2 separate regions of the Zea mays genome follow, and region 2 is linked to region 1. Evidence: chromatin contacts called from public Hi-C data. All regions are on one chromosome and are shown on one strand. Each heading gives the region's core, a stretch centred on a gene start, on an enhancer-like site or on the middle of the called end of the contact. The rest is flanking DNA. Distances are from core to core; before and after follow the strand shown.

Evidence for each region. A called contact is a pair of places that touch in the nucleus more often than the background predicts.
Region 2: a Hi-C map of leaf shows a contact between it and region 1, with 5 times the contacts expected there. The contact joins the promoter of LOC100279216 here to the promoter of LOC100383213 in region 1. A contact is called at or near these places in 2 of 25 Hi-C or Micro-C datasets (leaf and tassel).

Annotation. Positions count from the first base shown.
Region 1 is chr8:7,070,997-7,077,201 of Zm-B73-REFERENCE-NAM-5.0, forward strand. LOC100383213 (putative DUF1664 domain family protein) reads left to right here and starts at 2,472. Exons shown (of 14, transcript NM_001175875.1): 1 at 2,472-2,626; 2 at 3,158-3,234; 3 at 3,372-3,449; 4 at 3,541-3,619; 5 at 4,170-4,240; 6 at 4,485-4,586. The coding sequence starts at 2,590.
Region 2 is chr8:7,207,516-7,213,265 of Zm-B73-REFERENCE-NAM-5.0, forward strand. LOC100279216 (RNA recognition motif (RRM)-containing protein) reads left to right here and starts at 3,543. Exons shown (of 3, transcript NM_001152240.1): 1 at 3,543-4,593; 2 at 5,130-5,634. The coding sequence starts at 3,612.

The DNA.
Region 1 (6,205 bases), core at 1,222-3,721:
GTAAGGAGTATTGCTAAATAATGCGGGAGTGATAAATCAATACAACTAATAAGTTATAGAATAACAAAGCAAGAAGCTTTAGATGAGAAGAGCACTAGGTCAAGTTCTTTCTTGCAACGTGTTGCTTCATTAAATGGGAATTTAACTTGAAGCAACACCAAATGATATTAGCAAATAATGGTGCAAGAAAAACTTGGAGCAAGGAAAAACAAACAAATCACAAGCAATAAACACAATGGACATGGGTGATTTGTTTTACCGAGGTTCGGCCCTCGAAGGCCTAGTCCCCTTTGAGGAGTCCACTTAAGGACGGGTCTTTTTCAACCCTTTCCCTCTCTCCCCCGATCACACAAGGATCGGTGAGCTCTTCTTCTTCTCAGGGATCACTCTCGATCCCACAAGGACCACCACACTCTTTGGTGTCTCTTGCTAGCTTTTACAAGCCTCCAAAACTTTGGAGGAAGTTCGATGGGAGTCAATACTCCACGCACAAATGAACACAAAGATGTAGCACACACTATCTCTCAAGGAATCTCACAAGGCACTAGCGCTAAACTCAAATGAGTAGCTCTCTTTTGCTTGCTCTCTCTTTTGTGGGACTTGTGTTGGTTGTAGTGGTCTAAATCTTGTGTATAGGATGGATCAATGAATATATGTGGTTGGGAGGGCTTGAGTATGTCAAATAGATGACTTGGAATGTTGCTTGGGCTCCCACACCTTGAAGTGGCTGGTTGGGGTGGTATTTATAGCCACCAACCAAAAACTAGCCGTTGGAGAAGTCTGCTGGCGAAGGGCGCACCGGACATGTCCGGTGCGCCAGCCACGTCACCTGACTGTTAGGGTTCTGACCATTGGAGCTCTGACTGCTGGGCCCGCCGGGGTGTCCGGTGGCGCACCTGACATGTACTGTAAAGTGTCCGGTGCGCCGTCCCGCTCGTGCCTGCCTTCTGCGCGCTCTGGCGCGCATTTAATGTCGCTGCAGGTGACCGTTGGCGCCGAAGTAGCCGTTGCCGTGCCGTTACACCGGACAGTCCGGTGCACACCGGACATGTCCGGTGAATTATAGCGGAGCAAATTTCCCGAGGCTGGCGAGTTCAGAGTCGCGTCCCCTTGGAGCACCGGACACTGTCCGGTGTACATCGGACAGTCCGGTGAATTATAGTGCGGCGGCTCTGAGATTTCCCGAAGGTGCGAAGTTCAGTTTGGAGTCCCCTGGTGCACCGGACAGTCCGGTGCGCCCGACCAGGGTGCCTTCGGTTGTTCCTTTGCTCCTTTGTTTGAACCCTTTCTCTTGATCTTTTTATTGGCTTATTGTGAACCTTTGGTACCTGTAGAACTTATAAACTTGGGCAAACTAGTTAGTCCAATTATTTGTGTTGGGCAATTCAACCACCAAAATTATTTAGGAAAAAGGTGGAAGCCTAATTCCCTTTCAGCTGGCGACGCCCGATCCTCGTCTCCCCGCCCTCATGACCTCGGCTGTCCGTTGGCCAGTGGCCCATCGTCACTGCTCGCAACGCCGACCTTCTAGGTAAGCACTTCTCAACTTACGCCTCCTATGCTACCGTGTGAATGTGGTCTCTATGCGATTGAATGCGTGAAGCCTGATGTGCAACCGTGCTGCAATTATGAATTGTAGCAAAAGTGGTGTAAAGTTTATTACTGCCGGTAATATGGTGAAATTTTGAAGATCAGATAAAAATGCAAGTGCTGAAGTTAAAATTTACCTGCAAATCTGTAGCACACGTTTCTCAGAGGGTAGTAAGAATTTAACGGGAGAGTTGTTGTTTTAAAGTTGAAGCTAGTGCTGCAAAATTATTTTCCACGTTCATATGTGGATGTAAATATGATATTGTCTCTTATGCAGCTCATGCTTCATAGAACACTAATCCTTTTTATCATTGATGAGTTGAGGTTTTAACTTCTACACGCGGAAAATTTGTTGTGGCACATCTTATACAAACATCCTAGGTCCGCCAGGCTAGGAATCAAGATGAACAGCTAAGATGTTAAACTGCTGCAAACCCAACTCCTCAATCTTGGATCCTAAGTGAAAACTGATGCATGCAAAATTAGAAGTTTGTTAGAAGAAGCTTTCGTACACTTGGGTGATGAGCATTACCTTATCAATGCTCTCCTTGTTATTAAAAGAGGTCGAGATGATGAAGCATGATGCAATGGAGTGTAAAGCACGATCATACCCTGAGATGGAGAAGATTGAGGAAGCACCGAAATCTATGGAGCCCGTCGACAAAAAAACCTTTTAGCACTCATTCCTGCCTGCCTCTCGTTCGTCTCGATCAGCCACCACAGCCGCATCGCATCGTGCCCGTCCATCCACTCAGCAAGGGCGCGGTACGCGCGTCCCGAGTCACGACGGACCGGCTCGAGCCTGACCGTCCCGTACTGTCGCACGAACCCTAACTACTAGCCGTCCCTGCCGCCTTCCCCTTCGGAGGTACTACTGGATTCAACAACAACCCCCTCTCGCGGGTCCCGGGCCGACGCGACGAAAGACAAAGGCAGCGGAGGTGGCGCTGCAGTCCACCAGTTCTTGGGCTCTTGGCAACGTCGCCATCGTCATCGGCCATGGTTCTTGGCAACGTCGCCATCGTCATCGGCTCCGGTACGCTTCAACCCGTCGTGATCTTCGATTCGAGGTCGGGGGGGGGGGGGGGGGGGGGGGGGGGGGGGCGTGGCGCGGATTCTTGTACCCCCTACTAGGGTTCTTCTGCTTCTCCTTGCTCTAGGCCAGCGGCCATGCGAGTACGCGACGCATGTTGTCCCTTGGGGTGGGGAAATCGAACCGAACCCACTTCAGATTAATCTAGTGTATACCACTCTAGTGTACTGCATCGACATGGCCTGTTCAGTTAATTAGTTTGTGGGAGCTACCTGCATGCTACACAAGCTAGCAAGCACCCACCTTAGATTGAATACGTTCTGGTTTTGTTATTTTTATTGATTGCAAATTGCAAATGACTAGCAGCCTCTGATAATTGCAACCAAGCAATAGATTGTTCAGTTGATCTGCAAATTGCAAACGACTAACAGTCCCCAAATAATTGCAACCAATGATTAGATTATTCGGTTGCCATTGTTGCTAGTAGGAATGCTTAATTGTCACACCATGTCACCATCACTCTTCCCTTTGCAGGAATTGTCGGATCAGTACTTACAGGCGGTGAGTTTGGCCTTCCCGACTTCAGGGATGCAATCTCTGGTGCTTTCAAGGTCTCATCACCCCCTGCCCTATCTCTCTGCATGCCTCTTCTTTTAAGACTTTAGGCATCAGCTTCTCCCTCCCCTCCTTAAATTAATTTGATATAAGCTAGTTTTACCTCACACCTACTTTATCCTCCTGTCTTTAGTTCTTGACCAAGAGTGCAAAGCCAGGCAAGGATGGGCCGTCTACCAGCAGTCCACATACTGCTGAGTTGTTCAGCCAGGTTTTTTGCATGCGAATTTCTGCTTTTTTCTATCCTTTAACACCAATTGCATGTATCATTAGTTCATTACTCATCAGATCAAGTGTTTCAGGTCAATCATCTCAGAGAGGAGCTGCAAATGTTGTCTAAATCAAATCATGTTTCCATTGTCACTGTTGATGGTAGACCTGGTTAGTGCTTTCTGTGATTTGCTGTATTGTTTATTACAAGTTAACTTATACTGTGCTATATCTTCTACACGCTATGATATTTTACCTGCTGGTCTTCATCTGAAAACCGCTCATCAACACAAAAAGTTTTTTGTTCATCCTGTTGTTTTCGAAGGCCCTATTTGGTTCAGCTTGAGGCTGTAGCTAATAGAAAGATGCTAAAAAAACACTCTAGCTGATCCAAACAGCCCAGCTTGAACTATTCAACCACCCTTCTTATAAAATGCTAATTAGCTGGCTTCCTCACCCCTTTATTTCAGTTACTAAAAAGTTTAGAGGATCAAAACAGGCCCTAGCTTACTAGGCATTGGTACTCGATCATAGATACATATTTTTTTCCACAGAATACTTGGTGGTTTCTTTTATTTTAAGAGTAGTTAATTTTTTTATCCTTTCAAGTTTTTTTTCTTGAACGCACAGGAGAGCTGTGCATCATTAAATTAATCCTTTTAAGTTTTCAATGTAACTTCATTGACTTATGTCTGATGATAGCAAATTTTTCATGTTGCAGGCCCTGGTGCATACGGTATAACAGCTGTTGTTATTGGAGGAGCTATTGGCTATTTATTCATAAGATGGAAGGTACATCTTTTGTTTTTATTTTGGTGAAAGGGTAATATTGCTCAGAAGGTCTATTAATCAAATATTAGAATCTATATTAGATTGTACTGCAGGCAGCAAGTTTTCTTTCTTTTCATTTTAATGAATGGTTGTACACTGTTTTAGTGAATGGTTATACAATGTAAACTGTGCTAATGCTAGCCCTACTGTACCATTTGATGTTTGGCCAGTTTCAATTCCATCAGAGCTAACTCGATGATTACAGGGGTGGAAACTTTCTGATATGATGTTTGTGACGAAGCGTGGGTTATCAGATGCTTGCAATGTAGTGGGGAAACAAGTGGATCAGGTTTCAGAAAGTGTTAATGTAAGTTTCTTCTTCCGTCTTTCACTGTGATATTACTATTAGACCTCAGGTTCTCAGATGTGTGTTGCAGTGATCTACACATCTCATGCATACCCTCATAAAATAAGTACTAAGGCGCTATACAAATTTCTTAAATTTGTTAACTTTCTTCATTTGTTCACCTAAACTCAAACACCCACCTCATTAGATTAAAGGCTGTTTGATTAAAACATCATTCACAACAGAACTGTTCTTACGATGGCTGTTTCCTAGATCATTATGATTCTATACCTTACATTTGTATTCCTTCGGTGTCCATATATGTGGCACTTTTGACCAGCAAACTCAAGAACATAGTAAGTTGGCCATTACACCTTCATTAAACAAGGTAGTAAAGAATGGGGAATTGGTAGGCTTACATGATAATTCGGGGAAATGTGCCTTTGAGAGAGCAAGTGTTTAGCAAATAAATAGAGTATGCTTGTCTAGTTTTGTTAAATTATCTATATGAGCATATACCAATCATACTTTTAAATATAGATGAATTCTATATAGTTTCAAGTGTTTATGCCATATTTTGAAAGGAAAGAAGAAAAATGTTAAATAAGGTGAAAAAGATTCCTTGGCTTATCGGATATGACTCCAGTTATTAGAGTAATTTATTTTGATGGTAACAACTAAGTGTTCTTGTTAGAATTAGTCGTATAAGCCTGTTGGGCCTTATAACTGTAGTTGAGTTGGGCTCACCCAACATTGCATATATGGAGATATGAATTATACCGCATTGCATACTAACATAGGGTGTTCGTCTTGGTAAAAAAAACATAGGGTTTTATTCCTATGCACTGCATATAATCAGCCCATGGAGCTCAATGCAGTACAATCTAATTCTGTGATAATACCTCATCTAACATGGTATCACGGGTCTAATCTCGCTTCCACTCCTCCCTTGGCTGCTGCCTCTCCGGGGCAGCCGTCCCTCTAGGGTTGCCATCACCTTCTCTCCCCTTGTGATGTGTCGCCGCAGCAACACACAAGCATCTCTTCCCTCCTTGTGCACCCATGATGGGGACCTCATCGACTGACGAGGAGCGCGCTCGCGTTGAGGAGGCCACGACCTTCCGCAAGAAGATCGACAACATGCCCGCCATGGCTCAAGCTGTGGAAAAGGAGGCTACCAATGCTCACGCTCGCGTCCAGATATACTCCTGTGTTGCCCCTTCTTATGCCATGTCTGTTGTTGTTGTGTCTACATGGCATCGATGTCTTGGCCACCTGGCTTTGATGTGTTGTCTAGTTTGTCTAATGCTTTAGGTATCTCATGTGATAAAAAGCATGCATGAACATCCGTTTACCTTTCTCTAGTTCTTCCAGTCGAGCTTCCAAGTTGTTTGAGTTGGTTCATTGTGATCTGTGGACATCTCATGTTGTTACCATGTCTGGTTACCATGGTTTTTAAAGCGGTAAGGCGAGACAAGGCGTTGGACCACCGCCTGGACGCCTAGGCGAGGTAGGCGGGCAAGGCGCCTAGGCGTTGGACCTCCGCCTGGACGCCTAGGCGACACCTTAAGAACAGTGCTGGTTACGAATACTTGGCCATTCTTGATGATTTTTACTTATGGACCTTTCCTCCATGTTTG
Region 2 (5,750 bases), core at 2,293-4,792, 140 kb after region 1:
ACTGGGGGAAACACAGGGGAGGGACACCGCCACCAGGGAAGGTGAGGTGAGGAGAGGGACGCCCTGCACGGACGAGAAAACGAAGAACGCGAAGAAACCCTAGGTACAACAATAGGGGTTATCACCGGGGAAGAAGACCCTCGCCGGAGCCGAGGAGAAATCCATCGATTGACGGAGTTTCCGAGGAGGAATCCATCGATTGGCGGAGATTCAGAGGTCCGATCGACGAACCGGACGCGCCGCGACGAGACGAACACAACGGTACCCTCGGATTTCGCAAACGATGCACAGATTGGGAGTAATTGCTCGCCGGAGTTGGAACCGCTTCCGAACTTCGGCGAGCAATTCCGGGAGCTGGGAGTTGAATTTGGGGAAACCGTTTCGTGCTCTGGAACGGGCTCGACTAGAAGAAGTCGGACATGTATATATATCTAGGGTTCAGATGAGATGGAAAATTCGATTAAAATTCGGAAAAGCCTAGAAATCCATATTTTGTGCTTAAAATATTATACATGCTTCCAAAAAAAATCAGAAAAATTCCTATAAATGTTTTGGCACCTAATGAACTCAAAAACATAATTAGAGTTTCTAAAAACATTTTAAGTCACTCAAATAAATAGATTTTGGTTTTCGGAAAATAGAAAAATAATCCGAAAAATATGAAAATTTACCGAGATTTTCTATAAGATATGTTAAAATGTTTCAAATACATTTTGCACTTACAAACACCATGCAACGATATGAATGCAACAACCAAAGTGGCTTTAAGGCTCATTCCATTAGGTTTATACCAATATAAAACAAAAATACTTCTCCATTTTTAGGAAAAAAGAGAAGGAAAGCAGAGAAATGAGAGAGTAACACCTAAATTTGGTGGATATTAGAAAATAAAATTTATACCCTCAAATTAAGGGTGTTACAGGGTGGCTTTGTACTAAGGGTATTTTGTGAGAACCTCATAATGGATTCCTAGCCATTCACCTCGGCAGTGTTTAAGGGTTCGTACAACCCAGGCTAGAGGGGATACATGGCTTGTGGGTAAAATTGTACCACCTCTACACGGTATAAAACCGATATGTTAGTCGTGCTCATGGTTAAGAACAACCTGAACCCTCACATGATAACCAAACTTAAAGATGGAGAATAAATCGTGATCCGATTATTTTTAAATGGTTTACTTAAGTGGTTTCACTTAAGTGCTTTTGAGATACGATCATATGCTTTTGATTAATTGGGAATTTCGGGATACATTTACAATTAGTAAGTTAGACGTTGTTAATAAAATATTGACCAACTAAAATGCTTACCGCTTAAACATAGCCTACCTTGTTAACCTTGCATAACTCCTCCCACTTGTTGAGACCCCACCATAAGTGAGCTCACCTCTTGCTAAATTTTTTATCAGAAGTTGATGAGGAAGACTAACGATGGCGATGATGAGTACTGAGTCTAGCGACGCTCCGGTCATTTTCTTACGGGAGATTACCCATGTTATTTCTGTTGTACTTTGATGATGATATTATTTAAGTCTTTTAAGTCTACATGATGTAACAAAGTTACTATACTATCTTTTACGCCTTTATTGCATATGTGTGGAAAATGAATCGTGGCACACATATGCTATACATTCGGTTTTACCCCTAAAACCGGGTGTGACAAACACCCCTTCAGTTTATTTATTGCTTTGGTACCACTGCCACTACAACTTTAATCTAGAGATCGAGGGTCTTAAGGGGTGTTTGGTTTCCCTTACTAAAGATTAGTTTGTATAATATTAAATGTTTGAATATCCGTTTAGTCCTTATATGTGTAATTAATTTTATAATTTAACTATATTTAATACTTCTGTCTAGTTTTCAACATGTAATGAGACAAACAAATCCTTGGGTCGAAACGTGGCTTTAGGCCTCCTCATTCTTTACTAGACTTTAGTTCCTATCATATCGTATATTTAGATGCTAGTTATAAATATTAACTATAGTCTAATTACAAAACTAATTACATAGATGATGAATAAACGATAGGACAAGTATATAAACCTAATTAGTTTATGATTCAATCATGTGATGATATATTAAACATTTGTCAATCATACATTAATTAGGTTTAATAAATTTGTATCACCTTTTAATTTTTAGCTTTGTAGTTAGTTTTATAATTAGACTATATTTAATACTCGTAGTAGCCATTCAAATAACCGATGTGACAAGTACTAAACTTTAGTCTATAACAAACACTTAGGCCCATTTTAATTCCTTTAGTCCTCGGACTAAAGTTTAGTCAATAAAATATTTTGTTTGGTTTGGTGACTAAATCTGGCTAAAGAACATTAATTATTGCATGAAATGGTTGCATTACTCCTATTCATATAGAAGTTGGTGGGCGCCAAGAGCAGCATGCCGTTCACGCATGCATTAAAGAAGGGAGGGTAAAGGGTGTAAAAGCCTAGTTTTAGTCGCTTTTAGTTATCCTTGATGACTAGTGTCAACCCTTTTTAGTCATCTTGTTTATTTTTTAGTAAAAGTGACTTAAGTTTAGTCGCCTTCAATCAAATAGACCTTATTTAGACTCTCCTCGTACACGTTGGTATCTCAACTAAATATACTTAGTTGACGATCTATAGATTAAGGCTATATTTAGAACCTCTAGAGCTCGATAGCTAATAAATTATTAGCTAGTTTAAACTAGCTAATAAAATAATTGTTAGTTATGAGGTAGCTAACAATTAGCTGCGGTATTAGCTGACGCTGTTTGAAACCTAACAACTAATTTTTAGTAGCTAACTACTCCCTTCGTTTTTTTATTTGTCGTGGTTTAGTTTAAAAACAAACTAGCGGGTGAAAAATATTCGAGAACGAAGGTAGTATTAATGTTAGAGCATCTCCAATAGGTGCCCTAAACGAGGTTCTATTTTGAAATATAGGACTCTATCACCAAAACATGCTTCAACATTGACTTTATTAAAAAAAACATCGAACCATTATAAGACTCGACCTTTCAGGTTCTAAATATAGTACTCAATATACCAGAGCCCTATCCTCATTTATACATTATTACTATTTTTTATTTTCTAAATAACATGATTTATTTCCTAATAATATGATATATGGCTCAATTGTTGGATCTGCAAACATTTCTTTGGCCCTATGCACTTTAAATCAGGTCTTATTTTAATTTTGAGAATTCAAACATAGTACTTCTTGCTAGAGGTTGCAACATGGCCTAAATTCAATACGTGGCTATATGGTTTTCTCCATACCCAAGAACAGCATATTTTCTAATTGCTGTTTTTTTTGTTAATCTTGTATTTTAATGGGTTTTTCTTGAATATATATATTTTATTTTTAGGTTCATTCGGTTATATTTGCTTTATTTTTGGTCTTTTTTTTTCCCAGTTGGGCCGTCTTTCATTGCCAGATTCCCGAGGATCTCTGCTGGCTGTCTTTTCTTCTTTTGCCTTCTTTCTTGGTGGCCCCATCCGACTCCGCCTGCTCTTCCTCGGCGCCCCATCCATCTGCCTTGCGTCTGCTCCCTCTCCACCAAACCCTAGCCGGCCAACAGAGCTTATTGAAGGCCGGCTAGGCGAGAGCAGCATCCACCGCCGCGCTCTCATGGCGGCGCCCAAACCGATCTGGGTGCGCCAGGCTGAGGAGGCCAAGCTCAAGTCCGAGGCGGAGACCGCTGCCGCCGCCAAGGCCGCCTTCGAGGCCACCTTCAAGGCCCTCGCTGCCGCACCCGGCGACGACGACAAGGACGCCGACCCCGCCCCGCCCTCCCCGGCCGAACCCGCCTCCCCCGAGTCCGATGACGATGCCCCGGCCCCGCCAGGCCCGGTCGACCCGTCCAAGTGCTCCGCCGCTGGCCCCGGCATCGGGGGCGGCTCCGCCGGAACTCCCTCCACCTTCACCGTCGTCGCCAAGGACCGCCACAGCCGGAGGCTCACCGCCGGCGGGGCGCTCGTGCGCGTGCGTGTCTCGCCTGCTGCTGCAGTCGGCGGGGACGATCTCGAGGGTGCTGTCAAGGACAACGGGGACGGATCCTACACGGTCACCTACGTCGTCCCCAAGCGCGGCAACTACATGGTACACGTCGATCTCGACGGCGCCCCCGTCATGGGGAGCCCCTTCCCCGTCTTCTTCAGCGGCTCCACCGTCACACCATCAGCCGCTTTCCCCACCGCGCTACCCGCAGTCAGCTCTGCCTACCCCAACATGGTCAACCAGACCATGCCTAATATGCCCAATTACACAGGCGCGCCCTCCAGTGCCTTCCCCAGCCTCCTCGGGGCCATGCCTGGTTCCTCAGCTGGTTCCTCGAGTGGAGTCATGCTGCCTGGGGTTGGTGCTTCATTGGGGGAGATATGCCGGGACTACATGAATGGGAGGTGCACAAAGGTGGAGACTGACTGTAAGTTCACCCACCCACCGCAACAGCTGCTGATGTCGATGCTTGCAGCCACGAGTTCTGTCAGTGCTCTTGGGCATGCGCCGTTGGCGCCCTCTGCGGCTGCTATGGCAGCTGCACAGGCCATCATGGCTGCTCAGGCACTGCAGGCACATGCTGCGCAAGCCAAGGCCGCAGGTGGGGCTTCAGGTGATGGTTCTTTCCAGACATGTATTAAGATTTCTAAACTTGATTTCCTTACTAGGTGATCCATTGTTGAACATAACGGAAAGGAATTCAAAACGTTTTAAGTCTAGTGTTGAACTAGTAATGGATAGGAACTATGCTGTTGTTCTCGCCTATAGATTCGTAATTTTTAAATTCAGACAGATTAACATGCTTAGTTAGTTCATAAATAAATCTAGCATCTAACCTGTATCATTATTGCAGTATTACAACTGTTGCTTTGTGCTGCTAATGGTTGTTTGCTGTTGTTTTTTTTCTTTGTGTTCCATGGATAACTACATATCTCACACCTGGCTAAGATGGTAACTCTACATAGCAAATTTAGTTGTGAGCTCTGCAAATTTGTTTCTTTTAATTTAAGCTGCTTACTGAGCATTCCATTACCATAGTTTGCAGCAGCTGAAATTGTTTTAGCATACATCTCTAAATTGAAATTTTGATTAGCAGTTTGTTTTTCTTATCCCAGTCTTGTTGCTCACTTGCATATTTTATCTTTGCAGGCTCAGTACACAAAGCTGATGAAGCTGATGCCCTGAAGAGAACAGTTCAAATTAGCAACCTGAGTCCACTTCTTACTGTGGATTATGTTAAGCAGCTATTTGGATTGTGTGGTAAAGTTGTTGATTGTACCATCACAGATTCAAAACACATTGCTTATGTTGAATACTCCAAACCTGAAGAAGCGACTGCAGCGTTGGAGTTCAATAACAAGAATGTTGGTGGTCGTCCATTGAATGTGGAGATGGCTAAATCTCTTCCTTCTAAAGCAAATAATAACTTGCCTATGATGATGCAGCAAGCCATTCAGCTGCAACAGATGCAATTCCAGCAGGCACTAATGATGCAACAGTCAATAGCAACCCAACAGGCTGCTGCACGTGCTGCCACCATGAAATCTGCCACTGAAGCAGCTGCAGCAAGGGCTGCTGAGATAAGCAGGAAGTTGAAGGCGGAGGGCTTTGGTGCGGACAACATGGAAGAAAAGCATGCCAAAGGGAAGTCAAGGTATGTTTCTTATCTTCAATTCTACTCTATTTGACAGTTACACATCTAGGATTTTATAAAACTTAAATAACAGGGAGAAGTCCATTTTTGGTCATCCAACTTTTGACTTAGTTTGT